Linked DNA regions of Sus scrofa: region 2 is linked to region 1. The links are chromatin contacts, called in public Hi-C maps. All regions are on one chromosome and are shown on one strand. The core of a region is the stretch at or near the end of the contact, and the rest is flanking DNA. Distances in the headings are between cores, read along the strand shown.

What was found. A called contact is a pair of places that touch in the nucleus more often than the background predicts.
Region 2: a Hi-C map of embryonic fibroblasts shows a contact between it and region 1, with 2.6 times the contacts expected there. A contact is called at or near these places in 9 of 47 Hi-C or Micro-C datasets (alveolar macrophages, brain, embryonic fibroblasts and 5 more) and 2 of 2 datasets of targeted methods (alveolar macrophages and skeletal muscle).

What each region holds. Positions count from the first base shown.
Region 1 is chr3:25,236,525-25,243,213 of Sscrofa11.1, forward strand. ERI2 (ERI1 exoribonuclease 2) reads left to right here and starts at 2,374. Exons shown (of 10, transcript XR_002342391.1): 1 at 2,374-2,560; 2 at 4,569-4,636; 3 at 4,724-4,807; 4 at 5,122-5,249; 5 at 6,013-6,188. REXO5 (putative RNA exonuclease NEF-sp) reads right to left here and starts at 2,482. Exons shown (of 20, transcript XM_021086509.1): 1 at 2,410-2,482; 2 at 1,867-2,011. The coding sequence starts at 2,007.
Region 2 is chr3:25,191,397-25,197,689 of Sscrofa11.1, forward strand. It overlaps DCUN1D3 (DCN1-like protein 3), which reads left to right. Exons shown (of 4, transcript XM_021086516.1): 4 at 1-4,655. The region is part of intron 19 of REXO5 (putative RNA exonuclease NEF-sp); the gene reads right to left. Among named protein-coding and RNA genes, the nearest start is that of LYRM1, 43 kb to the left of the region's middle.

The DNA of each region.
Region 1 (6,689 bases), core at 1,124-3,623:
TTTTTTGATATGTATGGATACAGAAAAATATTCAAATGTAAATATATGTATGTATTGGAGTATTGACATCCCAATAGCAATAAGCATATCTAGCACCCAGATCTTGAATTTCTAAATGTCATTCTCCACTAAAAAGAATAAAAGAGCCTGGGTAATCTTTTTGTGCCAGAAAAATAAAGAAATGCTCAAAGAATGATCAGGTCATGTCAAAGGGACACAGAAGCTAGCTTAATGGCCAAATATGGGATATTTTGAGCAGCAAATATCATAATAGATTATAATTCATTGAGTAAAATAGGTATCTACAAACTCATACTAATAAAAATAAATCAGGAGTTCCCTTGTGGGACAGCAGGTTAAGGATCAAGTGTTGTCCCTATAGCAGCTTGAGTCACTGCTATGGCATGGGTTCAATCCCTGGCACAGGAACTTCCACATGCTGTGGGCTGAGGCAAAAAAAAAATAAATAAACTGGAAGTTTAATGAGGAAGCATCTCCCACAAAATCACAGAGAAAAAGAATAACCTTTGAGAAGTTTAGCACATACTTCCTTAATCAAGTAATCAAGGTTAATATCACCAGTAAAGGGACAAAAAATTTGTATACAACCTGATAATATACAAGAGAACAGATTACTTCTGTGATGTTCCTAAGATGTATATAGCCAAATCAATATAATAAATAAGAAAAGAGACAAACCTAACTTGAGGGACATTTTACAAAATAACTGGTCCAAGATTCTTCAATAGTAAGGTTATGAATATGAAAGAAAAGACTGAACAAACAATTGTTTGGACTGAAGGAGACTTGTAGACTAAATGTAACATGTGATTCTAGACTAGATCTTATTGCTAAAAAGGACTTTTCTGGAACAACTGGAGAATCTTGGTGTCTGAGGATTAGATGGTAGTGATATATCCATGTTATTTCCTGATTTTGTTGCATTGAGGTAGTGTAGATTGTGGGAAAAACGTAAACACTAAAATAAGGGGAAGATGAGGCATTGTGTCCCTGCGGAGGACTGGGTTCCATCCTCTGCTGGTGGTAGTGGGTTAAAGGATCCCAGAGCTGCTTAGTCCGCAGCTGTGGCTCAGATTTAATCCCTGGTTCTGGAACTTCTATAAGCCACAAGTCCAGCCATAATTTAAAAAATTTTTTTTGTTTGTGTTTTAGGGCTGCAGGTGAGGGATATGGAAGTTCCCAGGCTAGGGGTCAAATCAGAACCACAGTTGCCAGCCACATCTGTGAGGTACACAGCAGCTCACCACAATGCCAGATCCTTTAACCCACTGAGCAAGGCCAGGGATGGAACCTGTGTCCCCATGGATCCTAGTCCATTCGTTAACCGCTGAGCCAAGACGGGAACTCCCACAAGTTTTTAAAAATGTTTTCACAGCATTAGTTCCCTTCTAATATACTGTATAACTTATTTATCATATCTATTATTTATCTTCTTTCTCCACCAGCAAGGTAGTGGAGATATTTATTTACTCACTGATGTACCTCAAGTGCCTAGGGCAGTGACCAGTACATGATAGACAAAAGAAATCTGATGACTGAAGGGATGGACCACATATATTTAGCTCTCAATAAATGACAGGGATGATCATCAGCCTTATTATTCCCCTGCTGGAACGTAAACTGCACAAGGGCAGGGAATTTTGTGCTTTTGTGCACTGAGATCTCCCCCGACCCTAGAACAATTCCTGGAACAGAAAAGACTTCAATAAATGTTCGTTGAATGAGCGTTCTTCGCGTGTGCCAGACACGACACCCGTTTTAAACTGCCAACGTCAGCGGGATGGTATTAGGATCTGGGAGCTCCAAACCGCCTCGGGCCGCCCCCTCGGGCTCCCCGTTGCTCACCTTGGCCTCGGGCTGCTGTCTCTCCTCAAGATCCCACCGGGCTCTCATCGCCTCAGCCGCCCCGACCAGCTGGTTCGCGACGCGCCTCCTCTTCTTGCCCCTCTTGGGGGCCCTCCCAGTCCTCTCCCTCTCTGGCTCCATGAAGCTGTGAAGAAAGATCGGTTAGAGCTGAGAAAACCCCGACGCCCCGCCAGTCCGGGCGGCTCCTGCGTGGGGAGCGGCACGGGCTGCGGCAGCCTCCAACCTTCCTCAGATCCTCTCAATTCAGTTTACAGAGCGCTCCCCGCCCGCCGCGCAAAGCGAGGGCGCCAACGGTCTTCCCGGTTTGGCGGCGCAGCGAACTCCGCGGCCCCCAAGCCAAACGGTTTTACTGAGGACGCCGGAGGCCGCGTTCGAAACGGTTCCACAACGCCGCGAACGGCGCCTCTGACCGTTGGAAAAGAGGGGGGTGGGGCTCTGCCTAGCGGCTTCCCCACCAAAAACCACTCCCCACCCCCCTGACCCCCGAAGCCGCTGAACAGCAGCCCTGCGGAGAGCGCACACCGCCGCAGTCGCCGCCTCAGCTTCAGCCAGAGCCGCCGCCTCAGCCGCGCGGGGCTTTTGAATGGACCGGAAGTGGGGGGCAGAGCGACTTCCGGCCGTTGGGCTGCGGCGAGTAGGGAGCTTCGGAAATGGCAACCAAGAAGCTAGCGAGGTATGCGAGGGGCTTCTGCGCGGCCTGGGGCGGGGGGTGTCGCTCCTGGTCCGGCACTGGCGTCCGCGCCAGGGTCCGCAGTGTCAGCCTCCATTCTCTGCAGGTCGGGCGTCTCCGACCTGCTCTCTTCCCGGCTCCGGGCCGAAAGGTTCCCTCCTCTCGAGCTTCAGGCCACCCTCTGCACGAGGGTGGAAGGACCAGGGCTCTCTGTGTGCCCTTGAGTCAGCGTTTGCTTGTTCTAGGCCTCGGGAAACGATTAAGAACGGCCCTCCGGTTCCAAGATCATAGGCAGCCCCACCACACCCGTCAAACTGTTCTCCCTGCCACTAACTAGTGATCTGTTTAGTTCATAATGTAGATCATTTAGGCTTTTTTACTGCTTCTTGGACATGGTGTTCACCTTTCCGTTTCATGGAAGCAGTGCAGTGCATTAGTGGATAGGCATTACACTGCTATCTGAAATAGTTTCAGAGTTGGATGATCTTGGGTTCACATTGGGCAAATTGCTGAATTTGTTTTCTTACCCTTTAAATATAGGTAGCAAAAGTGACTGCCTTATACAGTTGTTGAGGATGAAATGAGTTCACCACCTGTGTTCAGCGCCTACTCTGTAGTAACCAATCAATAGATGTCAGCTGTTCACCACTCAAAAAACTCCAACAGGAGCTGTCTGCCTAGTTAAACTCTGCCTACTCAGCAAAGTAGTTTGTCTCACAGCACTTAAGACCTTAGTAAGCTTGTAAGCAGCTAGGGTACAGGTTCCCTGGAGAAAGAACCAGGTATGGCTTTCTTGACCTAACAGAAGCCATTTTTGACCTGGCCACAGTGCTTGTTCTTAAACAGGTCTCAGTAATTGATGATCTTAAGGGAACAAAAGAATGCAGAAACAAATGACTATTATCAGGCAAGAGAAATAGCAATAGCAAAAATAATATGTCAGTTGTAAAGCCTCCTAGTTCTTTTTCAGTGGTAAAGATCAGCCCAAAGCCCTCAACCACCAGATCAACTGGAACCTAAGGGATGATGATTTTTTTCTGACCCTCTTGACTTTAATCATCTAAAGCTTAGATTCTCCACCATCTAAGCCTCTTTATGAATATGCATGTACCCTTAGTTTAAAACTTCCCCAGTTTTGCTATTTTGAGAAAGATCCCTAGTGCCCTTACTTGCTGCAAGTAATTCTTCCTGTTCCCACTCTTTACCTTGGTTTTGTCTTTTGGCTGAACACCCACCCAGTTTTCAGGTAACAAGTTCATCCCTTTCTGTGGACTTAGCATACAACTTTAAGGATCCTTTATCATATATTACCTTATGGCAGTTTGCCATGGATATCTAGTTTTTTTCGAGATATTTTAAGCTCCCAGAAGGCTGGACCTGCCCTGTCTTCTCACAGTGAGCTGTATACACAGTGAGGACTTGAAAAATGCAAAAACAGAAATAAATTGAGCTTTTCGATACATCTTTACAATCACTTGAGTATGACTCTAAAATAAGAGGAGCAAGGAGTTCACGTTCTGGTGCAGCAGAAACAAATTGAGTAGGATGTGGGTTCTATCACTGGCCTCGCTCAGTGGGTCAGGAATCCAGCATTACCATGAGCTGTGGTGTAGGTCACAGACGAGGCTTGGGTCCCGTGTTGGCAGTGGCAAAGGCTGGCAGCCGTAGCTCTGATTGGACCCCTAGCCCAGGGAACTTCCATATGCCTCTGGTGAGGCCCTAAAAAGGAAAAAATATAAAATCAAATTAAATAAAATAAAGGGAGGAGAAATAATTGTCTTAAGTCTGCAAATATGCACTTTGAAGCCCAAGCAGGTAGAATGACTACTAAAATCAAAAGAGGGTGGCAGTTAGTATAAAAAATCAAAGTCTTGCCCTCAAAATCTAATTCAATTTCAATTATAATACATAAATATATTCATAATGTGGGTTATACCATCAGTTTGTTAGCTTATAAAAAGAAGAGTATGAATGAGTTTGTTGGACATACCTGGATTGTTTACCTTTTTAGGCAGCTTGGATTAATTAGGAGAAAGTCAATTGCACCAGCAAATGGAAATCTGGGAAGAAGCAAATCTAGTAAGTAGTGTCATTAGTTTCTTTATATTCTGTAGCCTTGTGTTTTTAGTACTAATAAAACATTAAGGACACTCTGATCTTTTGTAGAGCAATTGTTTGACTACTTAGTTGTCATTGATTTTGAGTCAACATGTTGGAATGATGGGAAATGCCACCGGAGCCAGGAAATAAGTAAGTCTGAACTGCCAATAGCCAAAGGTAGCACTAGATAAGTTGCTTGAAATTTTATAGCTATAAAACAGTTAACAGTTAGTTTGAGAAAATAAACTTTAGTGGATATGCCCATAACTTTAACAGTTTGATTTATTCCTTGGCATAACTTTATTGAAACCATCATATCATACTGCTTTGGTCATTTTGATATGCTTTACTAAAACAGTCATTGTTCAATAATGCTGTATGATGGCAATATATGTTTAATTTAGAGTGATTGCAGCCTTAATTTAACAATTACATATGCGTCAATTGCTAATTCTTTTGTACAGTTGAATTTCCAGCTGTATTGCTGAACACATCAACTGGAGAGATTGAATCTGAGTTCCACACCTATGTTCAGCCTCAGGAACATCCGATTCTTTCTGAATTTTGCATGGAACTAACAGGCATAAAACAGGTATGTCCTTCTTTTTTCACTTCTCTTCACATCCCTCCCACCCCAACAAAAAACAAGCAAGCAAGATGCAAATATTAAAATTCAGAAAGCAGTTTCAAAAAGAAAATAAAAGCTATATGCCATTTGGAATTAGGTTTATTCACTGTTCAGGAGAAATAATGTTCCCTCCAGAAGTCCATTGGAATCTTTAAAAATTAGAAAGAATGTGTTATAAAAGAAAATCAAATTTTTATTTTATAGAAATTAAATGACATCAATTTTCTGTCAATTGGGATATATTTATTTCTGTGTGATTTTAGATCAACCTAATTTTTCTTATCTTGTAAAATTTTTTTTTTTTTTTTTGTCTTTTTTTTTTTTGCTATCTCTTTGGGGCCGCTCCCACGGCATATGGAGGTTCCCAGGCTAGGGGTCTCATCGGAGCTGTAGCCACCGGCCTACGCCAGAGCCACAACAACGCGGGATCCGAGCCGAGTCTGCAACCTACACCACAGTTCACGGCAACGCCGGATCGTTAACCCACTGAGCAAGGGCAGGGATCGAACCCTCAACCTCATGGTTCCTAGTCGGATTCGTTAACCACTGCGCCACGACGGGAACTCCATCTTGTAGAATTTTAATCATTATATTATCTCTTTCCCATGTGTTTGACATTTTTTCACTAAACAAACTCTTTGCCTGTTAGAACCTCTTCTTTGTTGTGTATCCTCCACAGTGCCTAATTTTGTCCTCAGTAATTATGAAATTCACTTGTTGAATTTAGATATTGCGACTCTGTGCAGGCTCAAGTTGATGAAGGAGTCCCTCTGAAGATTTGTTTATCTCAGTTCTGTAAATGGATTCAGAAGATTCAGCAAGAGAAGAAAATTATTTTTGCTACTAGGATTCCAGATAGTTCTGCTTCTGAAGTAAAATTATGTGCATTTGTCACTTGGTCAGGTAAAAAAATGTTATATTTATCAATCACAAATGAGTGGCATTGCCACTATGTAATTCTTTTTCTCTAGTAGGAATTATACTTGTTAACTTCCTGGACCACAAAAAAAAAAACAAAAAAAAAAGCAACAAAAACAAAAAAACCCCAAAAAACAAAAAAACTCCTGAGTGCCTAGCAGATGTTAACCAAGAAAAGTAAATTTGTTCATATTTTAAACATTTTAAATGCCTTAAAAATTTAAGCCCTAACTTTAAGAATCTTTCTAGATAGATTGCTCCTCTCTGTTCTCCTGAATTTGGGCAAAGATGATTTAGTGAGAACTCTTATCATGCTATTTTATACAGCTTTGAAAAAAAGACCTCGTTCAACTTGCATCCTTTGCTTTTTTTATTTTCACTTACTGATGTATATATCAAGGGGAAAAAAATGGGCCATTTAAAGTAGATCTTTTACCTGGCCATTACAGAGCATAGCCATTAGTGTACCATTGATAGCATAGCATT
Region 2 (6,293 bases), core at 2,860-5,359, 43 kb before region 1:
TGTTGCACTAATGAATGATTCTAGGTTTCAAAGGGAGAATTTGAAGCAATAGGCAAATGGGGCTTGGAGAAATTGGTCCTACAGATACCCTGCCTTAACTCGTTGAGGTGATGAGTGACCCTCCACGTTTGTGGATTCCTCTTGGTTTGTGACCAGTGTGCTCCTTGAAGTTGTACAAACTTGTTGACAAAAGTCAATACTTTGTATTCTCTGCACTGTTGCACTCTCCAAATGGCCCCTTGGATATTTTTATTAACTGGTTATATACATTTTTGTCGTTGTCTACATTTTTTGATGTTTTTTTATTTGGAAGGTAACCTGCTGTTGGACCTAATAAATTTGTTTACTTGACTATTGACAATTCTGCAAAAAACAAAAACCAAAACCAAGCCCCAAACAAAAAAATGACTTCATTTTGGGGTGAGATTTACCCACTGGGTGCCTCTTCCAACATACTGGATTGCAAATTCTCTGTTCTGGAAAATAATCCAGATAGTACAAGATCCTTAGACTACAGACATGGATGTTGACCTCCCAGTCACCAAACTTAATGGCTTTTGGAGGCCCATACATTTAGGTAAAAAGCAAATGAGTCCTCACAGAGTCACTACCTAGTCTCACCTTAGCAACTGATGTGGATTCCCATGAAGAATAAAAAATGAATTAGAACACTGTGCTAAACCGATAGCTCCTATATCTACTAGGTTGGCAGTGATTACGGCAAAGGAGACAAAGTGAAACCATCAAGTGCCACTGCTCTGTGGCCTTTGGCAAACTAGTGAAATTCTGAGTTCCTTTTAGTCATCTGTAAAATCAAGAGGCTGTTATTTCTATCAATGTTAGGATTTAAAAGAACATCCATAATCTTTAAAACACGTAAATATAAGGTTTCCAAAAGGCTGTTAGGTAAGTAATGCAGGGAATCCAGAGTGATAGAGAAAAGAAAGGAGGCTGCTCCTCCTGGGGGCTCAACTTCCCTCTGCTAAATTGGGAGGATGGGGGAGCTTAGATTAACATGATCCCTGATGACTCCAACTGGATCTTAAATTCTAAAGTCTGATTGTGGTAGACCACTTATGACCCATAACTTCCTTTAATTGCCATTTTCTGTCTAGTTACTGTTTATATTTGGGAAAGCTGTTGACCAGCCATCTTAGTCACTTCTTTGATGGAGGACCTAATGGCCTTCTCAAAGATTCCCAGCCTCATGTTGGTATCTCTTTAAAAAAATTAAGTACAGTGGTGGCATTAGATGTGTTTTTTCTTTTCATTTGGAAAGGGCTTAGGAATCATGACTACCTCCTCTTTCTAGATTATAAGCTTTCTTCAGAAAACTGGAATTTTTTTATTACCAAGGTCAGCATCAGATGGAAGATGGAAGGAAATTTAGGGGGAGACTTTTTCACTTAAAAAGTATTCATCCAAAACATGTACTTATTTTTCCAGGTGACTCTCGGGCTTGTATCTGCTTTGGCCTGAGTTTTTGAGCCCAGCCAGGGCCTTACAAATAGAGGTGGGGGTGATTTGGGTGCTTATATCTAGAGCATGGAGCTATTCGAAGTGTCATGGTGCTGTATGGCTAAAATCCAATTTTTGATTAGATGAGGGATAAGCAACTAACTCATACTAATACCAGCTAAGCTTCACTGTATGTGTGTGGAATGGACTTCTTGTTGTCGTTAAGCATGAATGGTACACTGAAGGTGGTGCTGAGGGCCCAGAGTATAGTAGAATCACCTCAGTACTGGCTTCTTCCTTCCTCTCAAATCAGTTGCCAAAGCACATAGCTTCCGTTAGCTCTGCAAATCATTCTCTAGCTCTCAATTCTGACCTAGATCCAAAAGCGTTAGTCTGCCTGGGAAGTTAAGGCAAGGGAGTTAGCCTCCTAACCTCTTCCACTTCCTTTCCTTCCAAGGATGTCCTGACCTATGAAAGCTGTAATGGTCTTTTGTGGGTATAACATTCTTCCTATGTAACATTCCAATCCTGATTTTCTTCTTACCTCAGGGGTGCTGAGAAAGTCCTAGTGGAATATGGCAGCAATGCAGTCAGCAGCAGAGCATCTAACTTTTAAATAGTATTTTGTAATCCATGCTGCTGAGGACTCCATAGGCCGACAATATTTACCTGGGGTGGTGCTGAAATTGCTAGTATATCACAATACAGAGCTATAAAACAATATGGTACTAGCGTTAAGACAGAAGACAGAGACACAAGGCTGTTGTATACGTGGGCTGACATAATAAATAATGTAGGCTCTTTTACTGCATTTTAAGTAAGATAAATTGGATTAAATCTAAGTATTTGTGGGAAGAGTTACCATATGCTAAAATTTAAGTCCCAGGAGGAATAAAGGTATAAAAATTAAATCATTCAAAACTATATATATATATAAATGGATATTAAATTGCTCTCTGGTTATGTCAAGACTTTCTACCCATAAAAGCAAATAGAAAAAAATCATAACAAGAACAAACTTCTAAAACGTACTACCTTTAAAAACTAGGAACGTTTTTGCAATAATTGACAGGATACCTTAAAAAATAAGTATGGAAAAGAGAACAGAAACATGGGCAAAAGATATGGACAACTCACTAAAGAAAATTGGCCAAAAAGCTTCTGGAAAAAAGGATATTGAATCTTTCAACCTAAAGGGGATTCAAACAAACAGAAATTAAACCTATAATGAAACTTTTAACCTATCAAACTGACAAAGATATGAAACAAATTGATGCTAGCAAACACAAACTTTCCTGGAATTTAAAAAACTTTCAGTGGGAATTCCTGCTGTCACGCAGTGGGCTGATGATCCGACTTGTCTCTGGTGTTGCCAGTTTGATCCCCAGCCTGACACAGTGGGTTAAGGACCCGGTATCACCACAGCTGTGGCATAGGTCACAGATGTGACTGGGATTTGATCCCTGGCCTGGGAACTCCTAAATGGAGCAGGTGTGGATGAAAAAGCAAAAAAAATTAAATAAATTTTTAAAAAATCCCCCCCCCCAAAAATAAAACCTTCAGTGTTCATAGTCTTTAGACCAATCATTTCACTTCTAGGAATTTTTCCTCAAGAAATATTATCTGCCAAAGATGTGGCAAGGATATGACTGGCAGCATCATTTGGGAATAACTTCAGTGTTGACCACAGAGGACTGTTTTAGAAATTATGACACACATCAACACACTGGAATATTATGCAGCTATTAAAAACTGCTTTTGAATAATGGAAAGATTGTAAAATAGTGGCATTAGATGTAATTTTAACTTTTTTGGATTTTTCAGGTTTCTATTACTGGGTTTCCTTTATAATAGGGAAGGTATTACAAGGGGGGGAAGAAAAAAGGAAATGAAATTGAACATGGCTGAGTATCCTGAACAACCCAACCCCACTATGGGTGAGGAGGCCAGAGAAGTTGGGGAGTAGTACGTTCAAAGCCTAAACCAAGAGTTCTGTGAAAATCTTTCAAGTTGCTTTTTTCCCCTAAATGAAAAGCTGCTTCTCCAGCAGCTGCCTTGGCAGCTCTGCACTGGCTGTCTAGAAGGGTGTGGGAGGAAAAATGCACAAACGCACTTATGAATGGAATGTGTGTTTTGCAAGAGGCCAAGTTGGCAGCTTTGGCTTCCAAAAGACCGAGCATCAGCTGAAAGAACAGTGTGTGCAGACTGGGGCCTCAGAGACCTTATGGTCTGGGCCCATCTCTGCAGAGTTCTGGAGTGGGGGCCCATTGGGAAACTTCCAGCCCCACCCATTCAGGAAAAGAAATGGCTCTGACTAGTCCTAGGAGCAAAGGGAGTGCTTTTGGCACAGGGAGCCCTCATCTGCTCTATTATCCTGCAGTTAGAAGATGATCCTCAGTACAATGTAGGCTTTCCCTAATTTAATTCTTAAAACAACCTTGTTTAGTAAGTACTAATGTTGCCATTTTTACAATGAGGAAACTGAGGCTCAGAGAGGGAAAATAATTCATATCCAGATCACTATTTGGTCATTTTCCAAAAACTGAGTTTTTGAATAGTCATAATAATCCTTAAAAGTAGATATATCCCCACAGAGCTGTGTAAATGGACTTCAGGTTAAGTGACTTGCCCAGGAGCAGAGCTGAAGCACCAACCTAGGCAGACATTTATTTTGTCTCTCAGGACTGGAGTCTCATGAGGTAGACAGCAGCTAAGCTCCCACAGCTTTGGAACTCAGCTGCAGCAGGAAAGAAATCCTGCAACACGTTTGGTTTCAAGGTGTTCTCAGGACCTTGCAGCTGAGGTCAGCAGTATACCTGGGGAACTTGGCTCTTTACAAGGGAACTTCAAAAACTGTAGTATCTCAATTCCAAATCAAGCTCTTCAGTTTGGCCTCCTGGTTGCCAACTTTCATAGGGCCAGACTTTTTTTTTTTTTTTTTTGGTCTTTTTAGGGCCCCACCCACAGCACATGGAGGTTCCCAGGCTAGGGGCTGAGTCGGAGCTATAGCTGCCAGCTTATACCACAGCCAGAGCAATGCCAGATCTGAGCCACATCTGCCACCTACAAACCCACTGAGCAAGGCTAGGGATTGAACCTGCATCCTCATGAATACTAGTCAGATTTGTTTCCGCTGAGCCACAACGGGACCTCCCATAGGGCCAGATCTTAATAGAAGTTACATTTAAAAGGCTAAACACTGGGAATTCCTGTTGTGGATCAGTGGTAACAAGCCCAACTAGTATCCTGAGCTGCGGTGTAGGTGTAGGCCGCAGTTGTAGACTGGATTTGACGTGTAGCCTGGGAATTTCGATATGCTGCACATGCAGACCCCAAAAAAGCAGGAAAAAGAAAAAGAAAAAGTGAAACACTGCCTCAAATATCCAAATTTGCAAGTTACTTTTCAATAGAATGCTTTTTTCTAATTATAAAAGCAATATATGCTGATTTAAAAAAATACAGAAAAGCATTTGGTAAAATTCAATCTGCCAATCCCATTAGCTAGTGATAAATACTGTTCATATTTTGGCATATAAACTTCCAGATTTTGTTTCAAGCCCATGCATATCTTGGTATATTTTTTTTCTACAGAAATAGATTCACACTATACAGATATTCTGTAACTCTCCATGCTTTATACAACCTACAATATATTATGAATGCATAATCTCATCTTTATAACAATCCTAGTAAGATATGTACCATTACTATGTACCAAGCACAGAGATGTTAAATAACTTATTCAAGTTCCCACAACTAAAAAGTAGGAAAGCTGGGATTCAAGAGTCAGGGAGTCTGGATCTGGTCTTCTGCTGCTTCTTACAGATCTCTTTCACTAGAGATTTTATTTACACACGAACGCATTAATTTTAAAAATAATAACCACCTAGATTTACATTGTAATGACCCCATAATATCCCCTCTATACATGTTTTTGAGAAACTATCCTATTACTATAGGATAATTCTCTTGAAGTGGAATTGCGGGGTCCCAGCGTATAGAGCGATCTGTGAGGTTTTTTGTAATGATACGTACTGCATGCTGGACTAGTTCAGCTTTTCTGGAGTATAGCTAATATCTCTATCAGTTTCGGAACTGTGTGTACCTGTGCCCATGTCCTTTGCAATTTAGAATGTTGACAATTTGAGAGGTGATAAAAAGCAAAGGCTTTACTGAAAATGATACTTCCAGTTCTAAAGGGGAACTCTGATGTGATGGAGGCACCTATTGGTGAAACGTAACACTGCAGTCTCACTCTGAAGGGAAGGAAGTGTTCCTAAAAACTGAATTGAGGAGTTCCTGTTGTGGCTCAGTGGTTAACGAATCCCACTAGGAACCATGAGGTTTTGGGGTTTGATCCTTGGCCTTGCTCAGTGGATTAAGGATCTGGCGTTGCTGTGAGCTGTGGTGTAGGCCACAGATTCGGCTTGGATCTGATGTTGCTGTTCCATAGGCCGGCGGCTATAGTTCCGATTGGACCCCTAGCCAGGGCACCTCCATGTGCCACGGGTGCAGCCCTAGAAAAGACCAATAAATAAATAAATAATAAAAACTGAATTGAAAGGGGGCTTCCAGTGTTGGTGAAAAGCTAAGAGTCTTCAACTTTCCTCTCTGTTGGACCTGCCAGATTTTCAGTTAACTTATCTTTTTCCTTCAATTTTTTAACAGCCATCAATGAGGAAATAGTTTGCCTTATAGATATTTGCTTTACAGATACCACAGCTTTGACAAACTCCATAACGGCTGGGTTTTCTCCACAGAGAATTCGCTCCTCCTGGTCTCCTTACCTATACATACCATGTAATAGCAGTGCTACCGTGAAATGAACACCTGCT